Linked DNA regions of Danio rerio: region 2 is linked to region 1. Evidence: chromatin contacts called from public HiCAR-type data. All regions are on one chromosome and are shown on one strand. The core of a region is the stretch at or near the end of the contact, and the rest is flanking DNA. Distances in the headings are between cores, read along the strand shown.

Region 1 (7,668 bases), core at 2,145-4,644:
TTTTTTCCTGCAGGCCGCGGTTGTAACAAGTGGGATACAAATAGGTTACAACTGATTTAATTTAGCATTTGTCTGAGCTCAAAACATTCTAACCATTGTCCTCTGACCTCTAGGATCAACAAGACATTTCCACATTTTCTGGATATCTTTTTTTTTTGACCATTTCTAAAATCCCTAAAATAGTTGCACATGAAAATTACAGTGAATAAGCAGTATCTAAAATATACAGACCAGCCTGTCTGGTAGCACCATGTATGCCATCGCTTGATTAAAACTTTAGCTGCTTTTCTTGATCACACCTTTGTCCATAATCGCATACGTTCTTTCTTCAATGTGATAAAAACAGTATGTAAGCCGAGCAGTACATCCAAAATAACATAGATTCTGAAATGCGCATCCAGTGTAGCCACAGAAGAGAATTTATGATAGATGATTTATGAATATTATGTAGCAAATAAAGTGGCCATTGAATGTAAAAGGATATTACACACACAGATACACAAGTACAAGTAAACAGCACTGAATTGACCTGGCACTTTCACATATTTGATCATATTTGACTATAGTAAGCACTATATGGGAAACAGATGCTGAAAAGACTACCAGGGAAGTCCAGGGAATTTGTCCTATATTAATCTGTCCTTCCCAACACTGATTTGGCCTTCTTCTTCAGTCTGATTCTTAAGTATAATGAAGAAGAAGCTTGAAAACGTGGAAGCAGCTTGTTAAACAGATGTTAGATGGGAGGACAAATGGCGACAATGTCCTAGCCTATTTATTATGGACTTGCTGTCTTATATTATGTGCATGCTAGTGCAGATTATAGTGAGGCAAATCTATCAAAACCAAACTGCATGCTGCCCTCAAGTGGATGAAAACGGAATCACTAGAGAGAGAGCGTCTAATAAGAACAATAATTTGTCTTCAGTGTAATCGAACAATTAGATTGATTTGGAGTCAGGGATACCCAACCTCTGCCTATGATATGATATGAATGAAAGGCCCTTGGGAGTTCTTTGCCTGTGCACAAATATCAAATGTGGTGCCTCTGAAGTTTCCAATTACCTCGTCTGCTTCCTCCAGCGTTACAGCAGAGCTGCCGACAGATTTCAATTTGACCGGTATTGATTTTTTTGCGCGAGCTTCAGAGGTTCTGCTAGATGATATCTTCACTAGAAACATCACACATACCATAAGACAAGATTTTTTTTTAACCGTAAATTAAAGGATTTCCATTTCCTCCTAATAACCTGTTGAATTCTTTCCTCAAAACAAAGCCATTGAGGCAAAAGCTGTAATAAAAAATGCATGAGAAAAGAGTGCTGGGTTCTTTCTTTAATACCAAAAAAAATCACTCTCTATACATGTTTCTGAATTCGATCAGGAAAAAAAGTTGTTTTTCATCTTAAAAAGTATATATTTTAAGTACTTTCTTGAAAAAATTTTTTTTGCATTACAATAAACATTTTCAAAGTAGGGATGCACCAATTCCGATGCTTAGATCGTAAATCGGTTTAATACCGCATATTATCTGATCCAAATCTGATCTTGCACATGCCCTATATTCTGTATAATTTAAAATCCAACAAAACCCATGAAGGAAGACTATTATAAGGCACTAAGAAGTTGCCATGTATGCCTATACTATATCCTAAATGTTCTGAAGCAATTCTATAGCTTAATGTGAAGCACAGATGAATATTCAAGTGCTTAAATTCATGTTTAATTCAGTGCTTCCTACCGCTGCTCCTGTCAATCATTCTCTATTCATTCACAATACAAACTGCGTGTCGCATTTAGTTTTGCATTATAAGTGTTCATTTTGACCTGCAAAAGGTTCATTGCTGGAGTAGAGAGGATTATTACCTGCTCTTCACACACAAAGTGGACCTACCTGAAATTCTAAATTAATAAAGGCTCAATGAAACATTGTACAGACATTTCTTCGCTATTTGCTTCTGTTTTGGAAGTGTCAGTATATACCGGAGCGCTGTGTCTCAGTGATGTAAGCGCCTCATTCATGCACCGGCTGCGCAGACGCAATGTGCGCAACTCTGTAAAATTATTCTCACAATAAGTTTCTGTTCTCTCATCCTTCCGACTGAGTTTATTCTTAAAACAATCCAAAGAAACTCCTAGCATTCCTAATAATAATGGGTAGGCCCACACGAAATCTCTGCACGAAGAAATCTGCATTTTTTTTTTTGCCCATCATTGAGTCTATTTACTTGTGTAAATGTATATTAATTCAGTTTTTAAATTTATTTCAGCAATATTGTTGAAACATTTATAAAAAAGTGAAAACATTTATAAGATGTATTTACAATACATTTTGTAAAGTCATATTTTCTGTCTTGTAGTGGATATATTTTATAAGAGACTTGCTTTGTTTACCAAATAAGTGGTTCTTATAGGATTTGCATTGTAAAAATTAAATAAAAGTTAAAAAGGTGTTATAACTTCATACTGTATATTAAGTTTTTAGTTATGATATTCCCAGAATCAATCAGCATAAATCCACAGATTTTTTACGAACTTTTCAGCAGAAATACAGTGTAGCAAAAAAAAATGTCCACAGATTCTGTCTGGCCCTTGTTATGAGTAATGCATTCCATAATTTTGGCGCACGGTACGAAAAGGCCCTATCATCCATGGTATCAAGTCTGCAACGTGGCTGGAGCAAGGTAAGTCCTGAAGCAGAGCGAAGACAGCGAGCAGGAGTAGAAAGAGACACAAGATGACAAAATTAATCAGGAGCTAGCCCATGTACTGCTTTTTCTGAATCTTAAAATTGATACACAACTTAACAGGTAACCAATGAAGTTGCTGAAGAACAGGAGTAATGTGAAGGCTTGAAGGTGTGTGAATTCTAAATATCCTGTAACCTCCTGAAAGAATTTGCAGGTAAACCCCCAAAAAGTGAATTACAAAAATCAAGAAGAGATAGAATGAAGGCCTTTCAGCATGTGGTCATGAAAGGATCTAATGCATGCAATATTGTGGAGGTGAAAAAAGGCTATTTTAGTCTTTTGTGGGGTTGTAATATTCTGAACAGATACTGCCAGCTTATCATCACTAGATGGCACTCAATGCAAGGAAACCCAGACAACTTCTGCTTAGACAACCAGATATAGAGCACAAGCCAAAGTGACTCTGCATCAGATAAAAGATAGCCACTAAAGATGAATTCCTACCTTTTTCTGGCACATTTCTCGACTTTACCACATTATGAGGGGTTTACACAAGCTCTAATCACTTTAGCTGCCTTTACCCTATAAATGCCATACTGTATCATCCCCAGTGAATAAAGCACTAGGAATCTCACTCTCCTTCCCAACAGTTGAGCACAGCAAATGTGATCATGGTCAAAGACTCAATCCAGCCTGAGTCAACAACACTGACCCCCCCAGAACATGAGTTGCGTTCCTGCTCTTAAAGATACATCCATGCCGCGGGTCAATGAGAGGCCGCGAGAAACAGCTCTTGAATCAGAGGAACCAACAGGGAATAGTCCAGTTGTACATCCACACCCTGGCTAAATCAAGCCTGGTCATCTGACACATGCTATGGTGGGGTTTCATGTCAATAGTCTGACTCCCTCGCTGGAGATAGAACATGTGGCTGGAGAATGTAAAGAGATCGGAAACACGGCTCACATAACTTTGTTACAAATTAAGCGACATGCATGCAGTGGGATGTGCACTTAGCAAAACCATTAGGTCTCAGAGAGCACTCAGACTACACAGTAAACATCATTATATCTCACGATCAAACCTCTCTGGCTCCCCCTGATAGAGCAACACCATCCTGTGCTGTGTGCTCAATCCAAATTTAGAACCGAGATTAGGAGAAATGGGTCCGGCAGCTCCAGACACGGAAAACAGGATTCATTTTTGTAGCTGGCTAACGATGAGAAACGTCCTTGAGTCAAAGTTTGCACAAAGTGAGGTTTTGTCAAGTACTTGTGGATCAGCTCAAACAAACTGACTTTGAACGTTTGCAATCTAAATTGCAATTAGCTTGATAGCGATAGGATGAATTATTTTATATGATTATTATATATTTTATATATTAGAATTATCATTTATAATGTTATTTTACTATTTTACATTATTTTATAGGGACAACACGGTGGCTTAGTGGTAGGCACTGTCACCTCACAGCAAGTTCAAGTACCAGCTGGGTCAGTTGGCATTTCTGTGTTAAGTTTGCATGTTCAACCCATCTTGGCATGGGTTTCCTCCAGGTCCCATTGTCCAAAGACATGCTGAATAGATCGATTGAATAAACTAAATTGGCAGTAGTGTATGTGTGTGAATGAGTGTGTATGGATGTTTCCCAGTACTGGGTTGCAGCTGGAAGGGCATACGCTGTGTAAAATGTGCTGGAACAGTTAACATTCTTAGTTAATTAAAAAAAAAGTAAATAAAAAGGTAGATTGGAACAATGTATCTGCTGGAAAAATGATAAAGAAATATTTTGGCATTGTCCAAAGATAAATACTTTCTGGTTATATGGCTTTAGAGGGTTTAATGTTGGACCTTTTTTTTCTTCTGAATGGATGCTTAAGTCTTCCTTGCCATTTTCCTTTATTTTAAACACTGATATCCAATTAAAATATTATTATAACATATTATGATAGAAATATAATTGATTTACTAAAGATGGCATTTAAATATGTTACAATAATATAAATTATTATTATCCGTCTTTCGGATGAGACGTTAAACCGAGGTCCCGACTCTCTGTGGTCGTTAAAAATCCCAGGATGTCCTTCGAAAAGAGTAGGGGTTTAACCCGGCATCCTGGCCAAATCTGCCCACTGGCCTTCATCCATCATGGCCACCTAAACATCCCCATATTCAATTGGCTGCATCACTGTCTCCTTTCCACCAATCAGCTGGTGTGTGGTGTGCGGTCTGGCGCAAAAAAATGGCTGCCGTCGCGTCATCCAGGTGGATGCTGCACACTGGTGGTGGATGAGGAGATCCCCCCACTATGTAAAGCGCTTTGAGTGCCCAGAAAAGCGCTATATAAATGTAAGGAATTATTATTATTATTATTATTAAATGCTTGCGATCTGTTCACTCATATTTGTTTTTAGCGTCAGCACTATGTACTGCGCCAACACATCACCCCAAAATGACAACAATACATAGAAAAAAAATACTTGATATAGTGAGTGAGCGTAAAGTGATAGTTGACCAATTATTTACTATACTCACCCTCGAGTGGTTCCAAATCTTTACGAGTTTCTTTACTCTGAGAAGATATTTTGAAGAAGGCTGACAACCTTTATAGAAGACCTCTATAGAAGGAAAAACAAATGATTATGGGGGTCAATGGTCCCAGGTTTCCAGCTTTCTTAGGGTGCTTTCATATCTGTAGTTTGCTTCATTTGGTCCGGACCAAGGGTAATAAATGATACATTGTTGCATCTTCTGCCGTCTTTGGGTCGTTTTCACGCCACACTGCTGGCTTTGGTCCGAACCAGTTGAAACGAACCAAAAGGCAGTCATCTGACAAATTCCACATCTCTCATTGGCCAGGTGTTGTTGAACATATTTCCTAAACTGCTTATTGATTGGTCAGAATTCACGTGCGGGAAAATGCCAGTGAACTCCCGCAGGTAAACAAAACCTTTTACTCTGGAGGGACGACTGCGTTGGCTGATTGTATCCCTGCTTTTGACAAACTATACATTATGAAAATGAAGCCGCGGCTGGAAAACAGTGTTTAATGCATCGCTCGTCACTTCAGGAGGAGACGTGAATTAATTTAGCTAAACTGCGACATGGTCATCTTGCGGAAATATTACCAACGATCCATCAGGTAATGTTTTCCTCTCTCTCTCTCTCTCTGTTGGTAAAGCGCTGTCAACAAATATTTTTCCTCCATATCCCATAATGCACAGCGCATCAGCCTACGGCAGCTGAATTATTGCAAAACGCGCAGTACTTTTTGCGGTTTGACCTGTTTTAGTACGAATCATATTCTCACCACAAACGAAATGCTCCAGGGTTCGTTTGAAAGTGTACCGAGACCACCTCTTCAAGCAGGTCTCAGTACGCTTATTTGGTTCGCTTTTGGTGCGCACTTGAGTACGATTGCTGCATTCTCACCTGCCCAAACGAACCGTACCAAAAGAGGAAACGAACTCTAGTGCGATTCAATCGAACTAAATAAGGCAGGTGTGAAAGCACCCTTATTTTGTCTTCAACAGATTAAAGAAACCCATAAAGGTTTGGAACCAATAAAGGGTGAAAAAGTGATGACCATTTTTTCAGTTTTGGGTGAACTGTCCCTTTAAGAGATGTCTTTCAAAAACATCACAGCAACACAATCATACAGCATTTACCAGCATAAAAAGGCCAACAAAGTGGCTACAAAGAACTCAAAGGTGAATTAGGGACATACAGTACAACTAAGCAAACTCTTCATTCAGTCTTCATTGCCTAAAGCCTGGATGCCTGCACTCATTTAAACCAAACCGAACTCAACTCAAGGCAAGCCCATCTGAATCACCCTCTGAACAACCTCTACCAATTGCGCCAGGGCCAGCACTCACAGTAGTCAAACGAACCAGGATATTGGGGTCAAACGTGCCCGGGCAGAGTTTGGATAGCCTACTGAGAGTACACTCTAGAACACACTGCTTCTGTGTTCATTCACAAGAGACTCTCAACTCAGATTGTGCAGAAACCTTCCTTGCTAAAAAACATGACATCAACTTTGACCTTCACCGAGAACTGCAATGAAAACATTAGAGCAGACTGGAAACATTTGCTGAAAGGGGACCTTTATGAAGAGAAGGTCAATAGGTTAAACCCAATTCCTGAACGTGAGCTTTGAGGCGATGGACATGTGAAAGCAAACACATCAGGTCAAAGCAAAAAGAAAACACAAAGGTGGGTGTAGCTTTATGGGTAATAGTTTGGACTGCTAACAGAAATGTTGCAGGTTCCCTATTGCTGGAGAACACAGTGAGCTTTGCCGCATGTTCCAATGGGACGGTCCCTGCAATCTAGACTAAATTGGATGAAATATATCTGCTACATGGCAATTGGCAAGTAATCTTTTAACTAAACACACACATTCATTAAGATGGAGTCAATCGTGGTGTGCAACAGTGAATGCCATATTTATTTCTCACAAAGCTGACAAAAGCACTCTTCAATAGCAGGTATAAGAATAATAATTAAAGTGCAAAAATGCAATTCCGTGATATAATTTGTGCACTTGAAAATGCTTACTGTGTACAAGGTGTTCAATACAGACAAAAACAAAATCTTGATAACATTTGGGATGTTTTCTGTGACAATAATTTGCTGTGTATGTTTTTGTGCACCTGGTGAATGACTGTCAGGAATAAATAATATGAAACTATGCTAGTAACTAATAACCAGGGGCGCCGCTGCACTCTCAGAAATAAAGGTACAGGAGCTGTCACTGGGACAGCACCTTTTCAAAGGATACATATTTGTCTCTAAATATTTGTATCGAAATTAAATATTAGTGCCCAAATGTACCTAAAAAGTACCTTTGAAGTACCATTATTGATCCCCGGGTACAAATCTCTGAAGAAGAACTGACAAGTTCGAGATGGCAGAATCCTGACAGGAACAAGTGTTTTCTTGACTGGATGACTGGATCATTGACTGGATCATT
Region 2 (7,668 bases), core at 2,420-4,919, 200 kb after region 1:
CAATTTAGTTTATTCAATTCACATATAGCATGTCTTTTGGACTGTAGGGGGAAACCGGAGCACTCTGAGGAAACCCACGCCAACACTGTCAGAACATGCAAACTCCACAAAGAAATGCCAACTAACCCAGCCAGGATCTTCTTTCTGTGAGGTGAAAGATAAATTGGTGGTTCATTCCACTGTGGTGACCTCTGATGAAAAAAAAGGGACTTTTTTGGGTTTGCTGCAGTTTGCGTTGACTATATTTTATATATAATTTTTTGTTGCGTTTCTTCTCTTTTCTGTATCTCAGCTGTCTGATGGATTGTTAGAGCAGTATAGAGAATATCTAAGGACCTGTGTGTGTGGAGTTGAGTGTTGTGAAGTGCCATGGGATCTCCAGACACACTGATCTGAGGGCTTTAAGTTCTATTGACCTTTAAGGCTTGGCGTATTGCTCAGTCAGCACACAGGCCTTTCCTCAGGGGCGGAAGAACAAGTGATCTTTCAGCTGGCAAGAAAACCAACACTCAGTCAGACACATAGATTTACAGTCTTTCTTTCTCACGCACATGCACGCGCACACACACTGTTTGCAGTGATCATAAAAGTAATGCTGGCTTATGTTTTTAGGAAAGCATGGAAATCTGAGTTTCTGAGGTGAATCTGTTAGCAGCAGAACAAGTCTGTGTGCTCCAAAGTTGTATTATTTTACAGTATGTCTGTTTGCAAAATGAACACAGATAGGAGGATCAAGAGCCACGTCTGATATATTCCAGGACATGGCGATATTCAATAATACAATATATTGTGATAAAGAGGTACATAACATGGTATTGTTATGCTTGGTACTTCAAAATACTGTAAATAATTATTTATTTAAATCTGTAGAATGCTTTTAAGAATATTCTGATTATTATATTTGCAGTGGTGCTTCAAAATGCCTGACTAAATAGTCTACTTATTTAAATAATAAAAACATTTTTACATGTTAATCTTGCATATGAAATACCCAAGATATTGTTAAAGAAATAGTTAAATCCTATTTTTTATTTATCTCAAGAGCAGGTTTGGCATGCTGTCCTGGGAGAGAACCCTGAGCTCGGAGATAATTGATAAATTTAAGGGGGTCCAAGATCATAGAAATTGTTCTAATGGATATAGGTAGCCCATTGCACATTTTTGAGCATTCACATTTTCATTCACATTTTTACAGAGAATTTATTTTATTATTTGGATCTATTAAAATTTTCTGAAAAAAATAAAATAAAATAAAAATCAGGTTTTTGACAGCTCCCCTTTGTAAAGTAGGAAAAAGTGGAAAAATGGGTTGATTCTTCCAAAAACGAAGATAAGGGAAATAACTTGAAGTGGGCTATTCATTCTAGGTTTGGATTAATCTGATTGGTTTACCAATGATAGCGAATGTCAGAGCTGTGATCAATCATATCACGTGCTCCTCTTGAAATTAGTTTATCAAACTTTACTTATTTTATTGTGTGAAACCTTGATATTTTATACTAATCTTGATACATAATAAACATTAAAAATGTCCAGATTTTTATAGGCCTATTGTTCATTAACATTTATAGTAAGGCTCCATTAGTAAATGTAATGTTGTTTAATTTATATTTAAATAATCTTCTATTTAATGAATTTTAAATATAAAGAAAACATGTTAAAGTTTGGTTAACAAATTATAACTGAACTTTAACAAATTATAGATGAATTAACTATAACGTTTGTTAATCAGATCGGATTATGTTACCTCTCATACATTTTAATCCTTGTGCAATTGTAATTAGTTTGAAACATGTTTTTTTTATCATTATTTATGTACAATAAGGCAACACTAAAATAGAGTTCTTTTTTATCTTTTCTTTTTTGCAGCTTATGCCAATATTGTGATAAAACTGTACATTAATGTATACCGATAAGACCATTACAATAAAAAACTATCGCAAAACTGAAATTTAATGCAACTATATGCCTTGAATAGATACTAGCAAATATATGAACTAGTTACAATGATTTACATATTGAAAAGCGCTAAATTATGAAATATGTTATATATATCAATATGTGAAATATATATATTCTCTCCATTTAACAGAAATTGAGGAAAAAATAAACAGGGCAAATAATTCAGGGGGGCTAATAATTCTTACTTCAACTGTATTTTCAATCAGAATGCAGTAACTGACCAATTTGAATCAAGTGTTTTAGTAAATAAATTCTACATTAAATGTTATTTTTATTTAGTTTCTCTTCTGTTTACTTCATCGTAGCACCAGATGCCCCTTTCACACACTGGAAGCAGACGGTGTTTTATCTGGAGGAGTATCTGACTGTGAAAAGAGGAGAGGAGATTGTCGGCACCGTCAGCATGAAGCCAAATGAGAAGAACGTAGTAAGAGCCCCTAAAACTAATCCTAAAAATAATGCTTTCCAGAACTTTCCTTGCTTGTATGTTTTTTTTTTTTTTGTATGCCAGCTTAATAATATGCTTTCTAGTATGGCTGCACGATGTTGGAAAAAGTGGACATTGCAATATATTTTTTTCTGTGATTTATATTGTGATATGAATATAATTTTACAAGATAAATAATATCAAAAATAAAAAATATACAAAATACCCAAAACTACATAAAATCAACTAATTAACAGTAACTAAGTAACAGTATTAAGGTTTAGAAATTCAGTAATCAAATGTAAAATAACTGTAGTATTCATTGTATAAATAAACACAATCCTTCTTTGTAAAAGTGGAAAACATTATTTCTTTTTAGCTCAAATGCTTTAAATTCACTTGAAATCTTAATCATAGACATACACGTCAAAATAAATAATCTTTCACGCCATTATAGGATTAAACTTTGTAAACAGATCATGTGCTCTGAACTGTAGTTTCTGGTTAATTATAATCCAAATTTGACAATGCAGATCCTGCAATGTGACTTTTGCAAGTTCACACATTGTGATATTAATGCTGAAATTATATATTGTGCAGCCCTACTTTCTAGACTATTATTATTATCATTATTATTGTAATTATTATTGTTGTTATTATTATAGTACAATATTAGATTATTTTTCAGATTATAATTTTTTATGAAGTGAAATTATCTTTTGTTCATTTATTACAAACCATCGTTATACAATAACTTGCCTAAATACCCTAACCTGGCTAATTAACCTAAGTTAAGCCTTTAAATGTCACGTTAAGCTGTGTAGAAGTGTCTTGAAAAATATCTAGTCAAATATTATTTATTGTCATAATGGGAAGAATAAAATTATTAGAGATGAGGTATTAAAACTATTATGTTTAGAAATGTGTTGAAAAAAATCTCTCCGCTAAACAGAAATTGAGGAAAAAAATAAATGGGTGCTTATAATTCCAGGAGGCAATAATTCTGACTTCAACTGTCTGTGCACTGAATTAAAGTATTTACTTACTTTAAACTTTTTGAGTATAAGTGAATTGAAGTTTATTTTTACAGCTTAGTTAGTGTAATGATGATGGCATTTATCGTTTCTTCTTTTCCTCTCCAGCGTGATCTGGACTTTACGTTTGAGCTGGATTTTAAAGGTCAGCTCTGTGAGGCCGCAATCGCGCACGACTATAAGATGCGTTAAGTGTCCAGCAGAGGGCAGAGCATTCAGAGAAGCAGAAGCAGAAGAGCAGCTCTCCATCACAGCTGAAGCTGCTGCTGCTGGAAAACACACATAGAGAAAGACCAGAACACAAGCTGTTCGCTCTGAGAGACGTGCCAGTTTTTTTTCATTTATTTCTTTTTGGAGCGGATAGCAATAGCAGCCTTGCCTTCGCTAACCATAACCTGCACTATTTCGCCATCTCTCCGATTGTCCAGGGGCCAAATATGACTAACAGCCCACTGAAAACAAAAGAATGTCATGTTTTTATGAATGTTAAGTGTAAGTTTAGGGTTTCTTTGCTTTTCTATTTGAGATGTGATTTGAGGTGTTCATGTTGAAGGATATTGCTTCAAAGAACTTTAGGATATTTTAATTTAACATAGTTTGTTAATAGAATAACTCTAGATATAATGTATTCGAACTGAATTGGTGCTGGACTTTAGCTATTTTAATGCAATAAGATAAGTGATCTTAACATTCAGGTTATTCTCAGGACATGGTGCAGTTTTATTTTTTTATTCACTTGTAAATGTTAGGGTTTAATCTACTGCTAACTTAAGTATCACTGGGTTATGCTTTAATTTGAGCATTATTTCTTTGGTTTGTGCTGAGAACAAAACAAACAAGCTGCGTAAAAACTTAATCACAATGATTGACTTTTCACCAAGATGGACAAAAACAAATTATTGAGCTTCATGAAGCAAACACACACATGTGTGATTAGATGAGAATGCAGTGGAACAAGTTGTGTTCAAAATTATATTTAATTATATATAAATTATATATATTCATATATTATATTATATTATATTATATTATATTATATTATTTCCCAGAGATGGGTTGTGGCTAGAAGGGCATCCGCTGCTTAAAAACGTGCTGGATAAGTTGGCGGTTCATTCCGCTGTGGCGACCCCAGATTAATAAAGGGACTAAGCCGACAAGAAAATTAATTAATTTAATTATATTATATTATACTATATTATATTATATTATATATTCACTTTCCTTCGGCTTAGTGACATATTTATCAAGGGTCGCCACAGTGGAATGAATTACCAACTATTCCAGCATATGTTTTACACAGCGGATACCCTCTGAGCTGCAACCCAGTACTGACAGCAGTACTGACAGTACTGCGACCCATGCAAGCGTGGGAAGAACATGTAAACTCCACACAGAAATGCCAACTGACCCCGCCAGGACTTGAACCAGCAACTTTCTTGCTATGAGGCGACAGTGCTAACCGCTGAGCCATTATGCCGCCCCTAGTATATTATATTATATTATCTAGTATATTATATTATATTATATTATATTACATTTGCTTCAATTTCAAGCATTACACTCCAGGATTATAGTTGATTTTAAAATAATATGGAAAACATTCAAATATAATAAACATTAAAATTAAATAAAATATAAAAGCTCCTATTTTATTAAATTTCAACAAATGTACAAAAATAAAAATGAACAAAAACTCTACAGAAACAACTAAATCCACTGCTCTTTATAGAATAACAATTATAGATCAGTGACTACAATACAAAACAAAATGACCAACTTTCAAACTGAACTGAAAACAGAAATTCTGAATAAAACTTTAATTAAATTAGTAATAAAAACTGCAATAGTGTCTTGATGAGAAGTTATTTTTCTAATATAAATTCAATATCATTTTATGGATTACAGCACATGAACACTATTTCCTGAGAATGACCCATCATTCATGAAATGATCGAGGGCATTGGTGAAATCAAACCTACGAATACAGATTAAAAATAAAAGATAAAAAAGATTGAGAATTTAATAACCTAAATTACAAGCCGAATTTGATTTACTAGTAGCATTAGTATGACTGCCGTGTTTAGTATTTATGATGCGTGATAATTACATTTTCCACTTTGCATCCTCGTACTGGCTGAGCACAGAGATGGAAAGCGAGATAGAGAATCAGCACATAATACATATCAAACTGCCATGTGGACTGTTGGCTGTGTCTGCGGTGAGCTCTTGATGGCACCTGCTGCTCTTCACCTGTGCTCTTATTAGAATCTTTGCCAAGGCCATGACTGGGACGTGTCCCGGTCCATCTGTGACCCCCTCCGTCACAGCTGATTATACTGTTCTAGTCATCACCAAAGACATTCAGCTCACTAGCAAAGCACGTTTCCCATATCAACTGTTCCATATCATGTTTTTAACTGGAGTTATTCATCCGTTTTAACTGTAGTCTGATTTGTTGGTGGGATATTGTGCAGGATTGGAAAAGTGTGAATAACTTGAGCTTTCCATGTTTGAAGTGGTTAATTCTGGGTCAATCTAAACCCTGGGTAAACAGAAAATGACTGTTAAGTGTGAACCATTACATTATGGGGTTAAATGAAGTTAGAAAGCCCTACTGTTTTTCCATTGGGGGGGGGGGGGGGTATTAGACAGTATTATATTGTTAATTGTAAGGTTATTTTATTGTGAGTGAACTGGAAGCTTCTCAGACTTTTCTTTTAGTTTCTTGATGTACTTCCAAATGATACAGAATATTGAGTAGGGGTGGGGCTTTGTTTTTGCACTGGTTAAGAACATTAGGGATGAAGCCATTAAACTGACATCAACAGAGAAGCAGCACCACTCCAAACACAGAAGCAAATAGTCAGACTTAAATTGAATATTTCCAAAACTATCTTTATTTTCACTGTAGCCTATTACCTTGCACATATTAATTCTTCGCTTAAATAATAACAATATGCGCTAGCAAAATAAACATTGATCGTTTTCACATGGACTTTAAGGTTAAGCTAGTGTGAAAATTTGCATTTCAATTAGAAGATAAAAGCATTCAAAACTTCCAGCTTTTTTTATAAATCCGTCAAGCACTTCATCTTCTCTTCAGATCTGCTGACCAATCGAATGCACTTTAGTAACTGATGTGTCCCGCCCCCTACTATACATTAAAGCTGTGGCTGAAATGGAAAACTACGGCATTCAAAATGAACTCTGTTATGCACAAAATTACATTTTCATAACTTCACGGTGAATGACACTGTAAAAAAAAATTCCTTCATGGTGCCCCAACGCAAATTGCTTACGTTAACTTGATCCCTTTAAACAAATTCAAGTGGACATAAATCAAGTTGTGTAATAATAACTAATTTTAAATAAGCAGTTTGAACAAGCAGCAAAATCATTTTTGATGTTTTAGCAAAGCAGATCAACGATTCAGTAAATATACTTTCCATTAGGCTTAAAGTTGTTTCCATACTGACAATTTTCCCCATAAATGATGCCACAGCTGTTTACATCCAGCTTACAGTCTTTTCATAACTGTCCAACATGTTGAAAAGAGGCATGTGAATCTGTCAATTGTTAAGCATTTACTTCTTAGCAAGCTTCTCTTTTACCTGGGGTTTAAAATAATAACCCTGGATAAAACTCAGTGTGTAAAGCCCAACTGCTCTTTCATAGTGTACAAAGTTGAGTTCACCTGCTTATTTGAATACCCGTAGCATGAGTGTCGCTGATTGGACGAAAATAGCACATGACATATTTACACAAAGGCTCTCTCGCACTGTTGTTTTCTGGACAGACTAAAAAGGTAAGAATTATATTAATGATGGCTGCATTTTGCAACATTATTTGTCATTGTTTAAGCCTCAAATGCTGTTGCTTTTAGTGAATGTGAAAAGACTAGCATCTGTTGATAAGACTGTAGGGCTGTGTTCAAAATAACCCTCAAACTTTTTTTCACTATAGCCTGCATGTCATATAATACAAAATAGCCCACTAATATCATCTACTTGAAGCAGGGAATGAAACCAGTGCTACATTTTGCATTGCGTACAGCCCCAGTTAGCATACGAATGTTGTTATGCTGCACTGCTGGTATTCCTTCATCCCAGACAAAATGAATTTGAGCCTGAAGTGGCCCACCTGTAAAATAACAAAGAGGTCCAAAATGTTTCATTCATACATAGGCCATTTAGGGGAAAGATCTGGCACTTACAGCAAAATGTAATCTGAATGTGAGCCCAATGT

Evidence for each region. HiCAR-type assays count read pairs that join an accessible place to other places.
Region 2: a contact with region 1 is called in a HiCAR-type map of caudal fin, with 8 times the contacts expected there. The contact joins two enhancer-like sites. A contact is called at or near these places in 4 of 18 Hi-C or Micro-C datasets (caudal fin, embryo, fibroblasts and 1 more) and 1 of 4 datasets of contacts at active chromatin or transcription factors (caudal fin).

Annotation. Positions count from the first base shown.
Region 1 is chr18:12,694,832-12,702,499 of GRCz12tu, forward strand. The region is part of intron 2 of tspan9a (tetraspanin 9a); the gene reads right to left. Among named protein-coding and RNA genes, the nearest start is that of tspan9a, 150 kb to the right of the region's middle. Within about 2 kb of position 3,395, at least 5 of the 62 cell types and tissues checked have an H3K27ac peak or open chromatin away from gene starts, as enhancers often do.
Region 2 is chr18:12,893,657-12,901,324 of GRCz12tu, forward strand. It overlaps LOC556054 (protein arginine N-methyltransferase 8-B), which reads left to right. Exons shown (of 10, transcript XM_003200433.7): 9 at 2,268-2,389; 10 at 3,532-4,325. The coding sequence ends at 3,615. Among named protein-coding and RNA genes, the nearest start is that of cracr2aa, 47 kb to the right of the region's middle. Within about 2 kb of position 3,670, at least 5 of the 62 cell types and tissues checked have an H3K27ac peak or open chromatin away from gene starts, as enhancers often do.